Linked DNA regions of Cricetulus griseus: region 1 is linked to region 2. A link is a contact called in public Hi-C data. All regions are on one chromosome and are shown on one strand. Each heading gives the region's core, a stretch centred on a gene start, on an enhancer-like site or on the middle of the called end of the contact. The rest is flanking DNA. Distances are from core to core; before and after follow the strand shown.

Evidence for each region. A called contact is a pair of places that touch in the nucleus more often than the background predicts.
Region 1: a contact with region 2 is called in a Hi-C map of the CHO-K1 cell line, with 3 times the contacts expected there. The contact joins the enhancer-like site here to the promoter of LOC100754252 in region 2. A contact is called at or near these places in 2 of 8 Hi-C or Micro-C datasets (the CHO-K1 cell line and liver).

What each region holds. Positions count from the first base shown.
Region 1 is chr3:233,708,657-233,713,943 of CriGri-PICRH-1.0, forward strand. The region is part of intron 1 of LOC100754252 (disco-interacting protein 2 homolog C); the gene reads left to right. Among named protein-coding and RNA genes, the nearest start is that of Zmynd11, 320 kb to the right of the region's middle. Within about 2 kb of position 3,940, at least 1 of the 6 cell types and tissues checked has open chromatin away from gene starts, as enhancers often do.
Region 2 is chr3:233,540,877-233,546,269 of CriGri-PICRH-1.0, forward strand. It overlaps LOC100754252 (disco-interacting protein 2 homolog C), which reads left to right and starts at 1,386. Exons shown (of 37, transcript XM_027405067.2): 1 at 1,386-1,690. The coding sequence starts at 1,606.

The DNA of each region.
Region 1 (5,287 bases), core at 2,690-5,189, 170 kb after region 2:
CTAAAACTCAAATCACACATAAAACCACACACACTTATAGTGGGAGACTTCAACACCCTACTCTCACCACTGGACAGGAAAACCAGACAGAAACTTAACAAAGAAACAAAAGAACCAATAGAAGTTATGGCGCAGTTGGACTTAACAGATATCTATAGAACATTCCACCCAAATACAAAACAATTTACCTTCTTCTCAGCGCCACATGGAACCTTCTCTAAAATCCACCACATACTTGGCAACATAGCAAACCTCAACAGGTACAAAAAATTGAAATAACCCCCTGTGTCTTATCAGACCACCATGCTTTAAAATTAGAATTCAACAACAACACGAACTACAGAAAACCTACAAACTCATGGAAATTAAGTAACACCCTATTGCACAATTCATGGGTCCAGGAAGAAATAAAAACAGAAATTAAAGATTTCCTAGAATTCAATGAGAATGCGGACACAACATAACCAAACCTATGGGACACTTTGAAAGCAGTGCTAAGAGGAAAGTTCAATTCTTGCATCCCATTGTCAAAGTCCTTTTGGTCTCTACACAGGGGAACACAGCTTCTGCTTTCCCACACTCTGTTGTGCCTCCTTTGCTGCCAAATAGGTTCCAAATACAGCAGCTGGACTGAGTACTCTTGAAGCTTATAGCTGTTATGTGTTACCTTCATAAAGTTTGATTGTTTTATTTGTATTAGCACTGTTTTTGTTACAACCATGCTTTAAAACTGATATTGATACCCTGTTTACCTACCCCTTGAGCATACTAGTCAGCCTCACATAAAATCAGATGTTTTCCCTGCCCCCTTTTTATTTTTCCCTCTGGTCTTAAGTTCTAATAAGAACAGCTGTTGTGAATTGGGCACTTAATGACTGTTCTGTAAATAAAGCTGGAATCCTAACTAGTGACAATTGTTTGTCCCTGGGAATCTGGAAAGCTATTTTGAATCAAGCCCATAGCAAATATATAGGAACTAAGGTGTTCTCTGATTGTTTAGTATCTGTTTAACACCTTTTAGTCTCCATCACGTGCCATATCTAATCATCTGAGGAGAAGTGGGGCTGTGAAATAAAATATCACATGCACTAACAAGTCAAGGAATATTTTGGGCTATTATTTGGCTGCGCAGAGGTATTCAGACTCAACTGGCAGTAGTCATGTGGTTTTGAAGAGCCTAGTGAGTTTGTTAGCCAAATTTGGATAGAGCTATATTGTGTAACTGACATCAGTAGAGATTAAATAGCTTGAGGACAGGGTGGTGTGGGTTAGGAGAAGCAAGGAGATTAACAAGAAAACACCTGCTCAATATGAATTTATACATTAGAAATTTGTTAGCCAAGAAATATACTAACCCTTTTCCTTCATACCAGTTTAAAGCTATTGCAATGAAATTCTCTTGAGGTTGAGTTACCTTGGTTTATGTGACTTTGTAATAGACATGACAGCTGAACTCTGCCTCTTCATAGTCTTCCTGCTGTAGACTTCTTATTAATGTTTTCCTTTCTTTCTGTCTTTCTTTCTTTCTTTCTTTCTTTCTTTCTTTCTTTCTTTCTTTCTTTCTTTCTTTCTTTTTTTTTCAAGACAGGGTTTCTCTGTAGCTTTGGAGGCTGTCCTGGAACTAGCTCTTGTAGAACAGGCTGGTCTCGAACTCACAGAGATCCTCCTGCCTCTGCCTCCCGAGGGCTGGGATTAAAGGCGTGCACCACCACTGCCCGGCTAATGTTTTCCTTTTCAACCTTGCTGGTGACCTTTTCCTCCCTTCTCTCCTGTTACTCCACCTCTTGGGCTTGTTGTCAGCTTCTGTATACAGAGGTGTAAGTAAAATAGGCTGTTTTGAGAAATATCTTTCATGTCTTTTAAGGATCAAAATAAACAGGAAACACATAAGCAGTGAAAAGATACCTTGAGAACTTGGACCCCCCCCCCCATGATTATTTCCTTCTCCTTGGATGCAAAAATTTTCCTCATCTCCGTAAGTTAGAATTAAAAATAAAATGAAAAGTTTTAGCCAAGAAGAATTACATGTATATAAATACTTCATACATATTCTTAAGTTGGTGGGTATGTTGCACGGGAACAAGAATGAAGGTTTGGGGCCTGGGAGTGAATTCAGTCCTGCAGCCAACTTCTGTTAGAATGCTGAACTACAAAGTAAGACCTTGCTTTAAAAACACAACACTATTTCCAGGACAGCCTCTAAAGCCACAGAGAAACCCTGTCTCAAAAAACAAAGAAACAAACAACCAAAAAAAAAAAAAAAAACCAAACCAAACAAACAAAAAACAAACCAAAACCAACAAAACAAAACAAAAAACCCAAAACAAAACAAAAACAACAAAAGCCATGTTACTCAAATGGAAAATGTTAACTTTGGTAGATTTTTTTTTTTTTGAATTGCCATACTTGGGATAGTAGATATGCCCAAACCATTGGAGTGCTCTATTAGTCTTCCATTCTGATAAAATACCTGAGGGAAATCAACTTAAATGAGAAATTATTTATTGCATGGTTTCAGCCCATGGTCAATTGTCTGGTTTAAGATCTATGACTTGGTAGTACACTATAGCAGAATTCTTTGTTATGGGAAAGCTGTGTACCTCACAAGGAAGCCAGCAAGCAAAAACAGGAAAGAGACCTTTATACTCTCTTAGCCTAACAATATTCTTCAATTAGGCTATACTTCTTAAAGTTTCTACCACCTCCCAATAACACTTCAAGCTTGAAACAAAGCCTTCAATACAGGAAGTTTTGGAGAACATTAAGAAAATTCTCATACATTTATTATGGTTTCTGAGCCCTTGTTTGTGAGTTTCCTTGGGAATATATGAGCCAAATGTTTCTTTATCCCTCATAGAGCACTGATGACAGATCAAAGAAATGATAGCACCCAAGTCTGTCTTAGTAAACCAGTGAGTTTCTTAGGATTATTTGCAGGAGCATGTATGACTCAAAGGCACTGACATCCAAGAAAGCCCACCCCAGCATTGGTGACAGCTTGTAAAAGTTGGCTCCTGGAGCTGTTGCATGCTTTGTGAAAAGCTTGGCTGCAAGACTGGTGGGGAGAGTCTCTGAGGGAAGAACCTTTTTAGTCTTGTAACTTTTAGGATCTTTTTGAGTTTCATAAATGTCATCAACTTCTTGAATCTTACGAGCCTCTCTCCCCTTCATTGAGGGGGAGAGAGACTGTTTAAATTAGGAAGAAATAGAAATTACAATCCTGATATAAACTACAGATATGGGATGATATGTTTGTCAGTGTAGATTTCTCATTTGTAAAAATGTACCACTCTAGTGTGGGTCATTGATGGTGGGAGAGATTGCTTTATAGGCACAAGAGGGGCCTGGGCAACCTTTATAATTTGAAGTAAATTTTACATTGTATTTAAAACTACTTTAAAAAATAAAGCATATTTAAAAAGAAAAGTGTAACCACAGTTCTAACCAGATAAAATCTGTGTGGATGTGGCCAGTGTGTACAGGATTCTCTGTTGACATACGGATCTCTAAATTATTCACAATTTGAACCTGACCCTAATGGAGAGGTTAATCACAGTATCCATTTGCTTCAGAGTTGCTCTAGGCTGAGATGTTCTCTTGGCTTCTTACCTTACAGCTCAGGTGACTTCCTTTGTCACAGTGCCAGCTACAGTAGAATTATACTGAGAACAAGGCTAGGTGGGGCAGATATGAAACTAGAACTCTCAGCTTTCCTTATAGTGTCAGGTATAAATTGCTAGCCAGATTTTTATTTTAAGCAGATGAGCCAGTCTTTGGCTCTACTAGTTCCTGCCATAGCAATAATTGCTGCAGATCCATATAGGGCTGTCTTGATTTGGACAGCTAGGATGCCTGATTTCAGGCGTGTCTGAGAATTTTATGTTCTCATGTTCAACAGGTTGGTCTGTAGTCCAGCTTCCTGGGTACACTGACCAGGTTGGTCTGTTGATAATTAAACATTGTTCTATCCTGCTTAGAATCTCGGTTGTGGTTTTGAAGAATGTACTTGAATATTCACTTCTAGTTATAAAATTTAGGTCATTTGGGTTGCCTTGGCCAGCTTTAATCCATGGGAGGTGCTTAGTCTTACTGCAACTTGATATGCCATGTCTTGTTGATACTCATGGGAGACCTGTCTTTTCCTAAACAGAAAGGGAGGAGGAGTGTACTGGGGAGTAAGGGAGGAACTAGGAAGAGAGGAGGGAGGAGAAATAGTGACTGGGATGTAAAATAAATAAATATATTTTTTAAAAATTAGTTCATTTAGATTGAATTATTTGAAAATGCTAAAGTTTAAGCATTAGTGGATAAATTTGCACATTGCATTTATGCAAAGTCTTAAAGCTTCATTATTTATATTAGACCTTTCTGTGTTTTATAACCATTGTTAGTATATTATATCCATTTAATTAATAGTTACTAGCAAGTTTAAAATTGCTTAAATTCTCTGAATTTAAAATGTAAAATGTGCTCACAAATGAATGTCAGCAGCACATGATTTATGAATGAATATCAATTACATTATCCCACATACAAACATGTTTTTTCCATCTTAATCACATGATTTTATGTACATATTTGCCAAAATTAGAAAAATTGAGTGGTTTTTAGTTTTCATTATATTACTGAACTGTCATTCCCCTTTCAGTTTTACTGTGTGGTGTTCCAACATGTCAGCCCCAGTGTCCAAATGAGGTGGTGTACACTTTCCTTGATGCAGGTCCTGTATGTAAGTTGTCACTGCTCTTTCTCATTTCCTTTAGTCCTCCTTCAGAAATTTACTACACAACCATTTCCCTTCAGTATTATTTACTAATGTAATATCACATTTCAAGGGGTGCTCAGCATGAACTTTGAGATATATATATATATATATATATATGTATGTATGTATATATATATATATATATATATATATATATATATATATATATGTTTTTACTCTAGGGAAAACCATCTTTTCCCACGGATTGAGTTTCATACTGTCAATGTATAACATTTTAAGCATAGAGCAGGAATTTTGAGGCAGAAGTACCATAGAAAGGTATATTGTCTACTTTTAGATGGTTCAAGGTTCTAATGTCAACACATGTCATTTTACCTCTCAGATAGTAGCATCAAGAGACCTGGACTCTGATAGGTAAATTAAACACACTTAGCTGCAGCATCATTTTGTTACCTGATGTACAGAGGGAGAATAGTAAAGATAAGATCCAGTTTCTTTCCTTATATGGATGGAGAGCAACAGATTTCTGTGGAGTCCTGCCTCAGGTTGAACTTTCACAGT
Region 2 (5,393 bases), core at 136-2,635:
AACTGTTATCTGGACAAGACCAAACCTCTGGTTTTACAACCTCACAGCAGGTTGCCTGTACAAGATCAAGCCAGTCAGCATTCTAGCATGGCATAGGAAAGGGCTAATGAGCTCCCGCCCCTCTATGGACAGTTGATGGCTTCTGGGGAAGGGAGAGTCGTTTTTCTTTATAAGGGTGTGGCTACTGGGAGGTAGACCATGCTACAGTGGATGGCCTCACACCCAGGAATATCTGGACAGAACAAATTGGAGCATATAGGTTATTAAATAATAATAAAAGGTGCATGAAGTTGGGAGGTTAGGGAGTTGGGGATGAGCCTAGGAGGAGTTAGAATACATTTCATACATTGTATGAAATTCTCAAAGAATTAATAATAAACTTTAAGAAAGCAAGTGGATATTTAATGTTGGAAGATGTTGGTTTTCTTTGGCTTTGTGGTGTTTGGGGTTTAAGGAGAAGCTAGGTGAGGTTTATTCATCAGACATCTGGCTATGTAATGGTGCCCTCAAATAGTCAGACTAGAGATACAGATTCGGTATCAGCCATGCAGAAGAGCCATTGATACTCCAGAGGTAATGACCAAAGGGTAAAGAACATACAAGAGGTAGTAGAACAAAAAGGAAACAATATTGTAGGTGTTGGGGAGAAGACACTTGCAAAAGATTCAGTGATGACAGGCATTCCTCAGTCTCAGGAAAGGCTGTCCAGCGTGTAACAGACCCAACCATTTCCTCTGTCTTCTTTCCACAGATGGGGAAAGTGATGCCTGGACAAGAACAGTGGATGATTCAAGGTCATAATCTTTTAAACTTTAAACCTGTATCATTTTTCCCTTTTAAAAGTATTCATTAAAAAAAATCAGTCCTCAAAGATCCAGAACATTTGAAGTTTTAACAAGTAGGCTAAACTGCACTTCAGAACGCTTTCTTTTTTCCCCTTGAGTCTTCTAAGCCTTGGGGTTGAGAAGGCCCCCAGGCCAAACAAGACTGTCCCGCCAGCGCGCTCTCGAAGTGGCCGCTGGAGGCCCCGCCCCCCGAGCGCGCGCCGCCGTGGCACGTCCGCGCGCTCCGCCCTCTCCGCGCGTGCCCTCCTGCTGCCCGGTGCGCGCGCAGCGGCGCTCGCTCCCGCCGGGGCAGGGCGGCCGCGGAGCAGCAAGAGAGCCCTGTGGCCGTGACCGCGGGCGGGCCCGTGATTCGGAGCCGGCCGAACGTGGCCGGAGCCCGCGGCTGGGGGAGGCGCGCAGAGAAAGCCGGGCGCGAGGCCGCCGTCAGGGTCGGGGCCGCGCTGAGGAGGCTGAGGAGGCGCTGAGGAGACTGACGAGGCACGGAGGAGTCGCTGAGGAGACGCTGAGGAGGCTGACGAGGCGCTGAGGCGACTGAGGAGGCGCTGAGGAGACTGACGAGGCTGAGGAGGTGCTGAGGAGGCTGAGGAGAAAATCCCCGCGCGCCTGCCCGCCGCCGCCCGGCCTCCCGCCCGCCCGCCCGCCGCTGCCGCCGCCGCCGCCTCCTCGGTGCGGTACCTCCAGGCTCGAGCGGCGGCCGCTGAGGAGCCCTCCGTCGGCGAACAAAGAGGAGGCCGGCAGGGCGGGGGCGTCTGCGGCGAGCATGGCGGACCGCAGCCTGGAAGGCATGGCTCTCCCGCTGGAGGTGAGGGCCCGGCTGGCCGAACTGGAGCTGGAGCTGTCGGAAGGTAACAGCAGCACCCCCTCAGCCCCGCGTCCGGGCCGGGTCCGGACACCTCTTCTCTGCCGCGCGCTCGGGGCCCCGCGGGCCGGGCCGCGCTGTCACCCCGGGGTGGACGCGCTCGGGGCCTGGGGGGCGGCGGGGACCCGGCCCTGGCCTTGGCCCCGAGAGGTAGCCCCGGGGCGGGTGCATGTGTGTGCGTATGCTTGTGCTGTGTGCGCGCGTGCTTGCTTGTGGTGTGTGTGTATGTGTGAGTGTGTGTGTGTATGTGTGTGTGCGCGCGCGCGTGTGCGTGCCACGGCCCCCGCCCTCCAGGCTCAGCTGGTGCGGTGCAGCGGCGATGCCCCCTGCACGCTGCGGCTGGGCCCGGAGTGCCCGGCTAGGAAGCAAGATAGAGCAATCTTTGGGGCGGCCGGGGAATAGCCTTGGTGGGGATGTGCGCTCTGCCCTAATGGAGAGGCGCCGCGTCCTTGGTGCAGCTGCACCAGCAACACCAGCAGCAGCAGCACCACCACCACCACCACCATCAGCAGCGGTGCGCTGCCACCACGTTCCATGCTTGGGGACGGCCTCCGAATGGCCTGATTTTAATGCGAAACTTGTCAGTGGACTTCGGGGTTGGATCTCTCCGAGGTTGCAGGCACTAGGTCCTGTCAGCGGGAGGAGATAGTAGTACTATTGTTCGGGCGTGTTGTGTGATGTGCTGGCTGAGTTAGAGCCGTAAAACCTCTCCCCTCAGGCCAGGTTGGATGCCTCATTCCCATCGTCGTGTCGGAAAGAGATACTGAGAATTTACGGTTGTCCTGCTACGGTGATTTCATGGAGCGTTATATACGGTTTTGTCTTTGCTGCTCATGGTGGACATCATGTGCTTAACGGTCATACGTTTCAGCTTGGGTTTTGTAGGTCCCCCCCCCAAAGTTCTAAAATGTATTTAATAATAAATATTTAGCAGTCATCCCACTCATTTTGTGAAGGCTACAATGTAATGATGTGGAGATAGGCTGTCTTCCCTTGAATTAGTATTTGGAGCCGTTTAGTATAGTGAACTTTTTTTTTTTTCTTGTAACGGTTTGTGAGGGCCAGCAGCCAGAACATAAATTTATTCGTGCCAATTTTCATCATCGGGGAGGAGCTGAAGTTGACTTTGTGTTTTCCCCTTTAACACTTTCAGGGTAGAGAAGGAAATAAACGTGGTGGCTGCGGTGTTGCTTGCGTTATCAGAGTCTCATAGACCGGACATTTTCTTCTATTACAAATTTGGGATTCTGTGAGGTGTTCTAGGGGCCGGTCGTGGGAAACTCCAATGGAAAGAAAAAGATAATGTGTTTCAGACTCTGCTTCTTGACTCTGTTCTGACCAGCTGAAAATGATGATGAGAGCACCTGAAAGGGTCCACCGTCAGAAAATTCAGGGCTGGATTCCACAAGGAACAAACAGCCTTTAGATTTAAACTGGCAGATGAAGTGTACAGTGTGGACAGACAGTAGCTATGAGGAAGCGTACTTGAGTTTTGTCAACCTTCAGATAGACTTTCTTCCCCGCTTACCAGCTCTAGTTTATCTTCTGCACCTGTTGTATTCACAGCATCCTTTCATTCATGTTGACTCAAAGCAAGCACCTCTGTTATGCCTGCATTACACAAATGTGATGAGTCTGTACCCACCCATACTTGAAAAGTGAGAAGTTTTCTCAACTCACCAGCACTGAGCCCTTTCTACAGGACCCCAGTCTCCCTGCCCACCAGGAAGTCCATTCATATGTATTCTCAAAGTCTCAGATAATGCCTGGGAACACATAACCTGGCCTGCCCTTGTTGAGAGTATCTGTCTATTTTGTTTTTCCATTGATAGCAGTCACCTGTTATCATCATTCACTCTGGAAGAATGAATGCTAACTTCTGGTTGCACAGAGAAGTGTGGAAGACCACTTTAGATGAAATGTAATTAGCTTAACTCCCTGTGAGCACCTTGTGTCTGTATAGAACTTAAAGGATTTAATGAGTTTCTTGGTGAATGGGTGTGCTCAGAGAGGTGTGTATGTATATTTGCATTTTTATATAAGCTATGTTGAGACCTGACCTAAGCTTTTAAGAATTAAAAAAAAAAAAATCAAAGCCTTGTGTCACTTTGTTCAGCCTCTGCCACTTCCTGGAACCTGCTCACTCCCCCCACCCCCCACCCCATCTATTAGATGTCTCATCTTTGACTTTATTATAAAGTGTGGCTTGTCTTTGTTGAATTTTCAAGTTGTGATTTACAAAAGGTCATTTGAAATTCCATGTCTTGTAACTAAAAGGAGTGTTTACTGGAAGAGATGAATCAACTTGTTTTCTAGTATTGCTATTTTGGGTCTATAGCATGTACTGGGTATTGTTATATGTTTCGATGCTGTTTTTATTTGATTGGGTTATTATTTGTTTCATAAAGAGTTATGCATTGACATTTTGTTTGCATATTTTTTTAAACCTTCCTGCTTTATTTTGTCTTCCCTTTTTTCTAGCTTGTCACTGCCCAGTGTTTCCTTCACCGAAAGTAGCTAGACTTTGCTTACTGTTGTAGAATCTTTTCAGAAAAACCCAAGAGGTTTTTGGAGGAGGTGTAGTGTACAGCCTCTCATATTGATTCTGGCAGGGGCTAGGGATCCTGGATCTGTTCAGACACTTGGGCTTGAACATGAGCTGGGGAAGAAGTCATGTTAGAGCTGGCCCCTGTAGTATGCCAGGTGGGGCCTTTCTCACACTCATAATTTTTAGATTATTTTTCTTCCTTAAAAAAAAAAAAAGAAAACAAAACCCAAAGCCCCTCACACTTTTTTTTTCCTTTGTGGCTTTAAAGGACCAAGACATTAATATGTGATTAAACATTATTTGACTTAAGGAAAAACATGATATAGGACCACCAAGCAAATTAGAGGAGGAAACAGAAAACATGGTATAAAAAACAGGCCTATGTTTTATTAAAGAAAAAAATCATTGCTTGACAGCCCTTTGGCTAAGACCAAATGTGAAAAATAACCCGATTTAGTTACCGATGGATATGCCAGTAGGTTTCTTTGTTAACTGGTCACTTGTTTCCTGGGCTATACCTTTACTTCATTTGGCTTAGAAGAGCTATAGAAGAGACTCCTTCCTACTCTTTCATTTTAGCTTGTTTTGATACAGGGTCTCATGTAGTCCAGACTGGACTTGAATTCCCTAAAAGAATTCCAAGAAGGACTTGGAATTTCTGATCTTCCTGTTTCTACCTCCCTAGTGCTGGTACATTCATGTACCACTATGCTCAGTTTATGTGGTATTGGAGATGGAACCTGGGGCTTCAAGCTTGTTAGGCTAACTGACCTACATCCCCAACCCATATTATGTTTGTTTTTTTCACAATGAGATGGCATCTCACTGTGTTGCTCTGGTTGATTGGTTTTGCATGGTTTTAGCTGTTCTCCTGCCTCAGTGTCTCCAGTAGACAGAACTAGTCCTGAGTCTTGCTTAGGTGTCCTGTTGCTACAGAATGAGGAAGATACATTTCTGCTACAGAATGAGCAAGATACATTTCTGCATAGCTTCTGTGTTATGACCCCTTTTGGGAGTCTGGAAGAGAGACTTCCAGCATTTCTAATGCCATCTAACTTTGTGTTCCTTCTTTTCACTGGAAAGAAATAAAACAGTTACCGTTGCAAAACAAGTGTGTTTCTACAAGTTTTCTTCCAGAGCT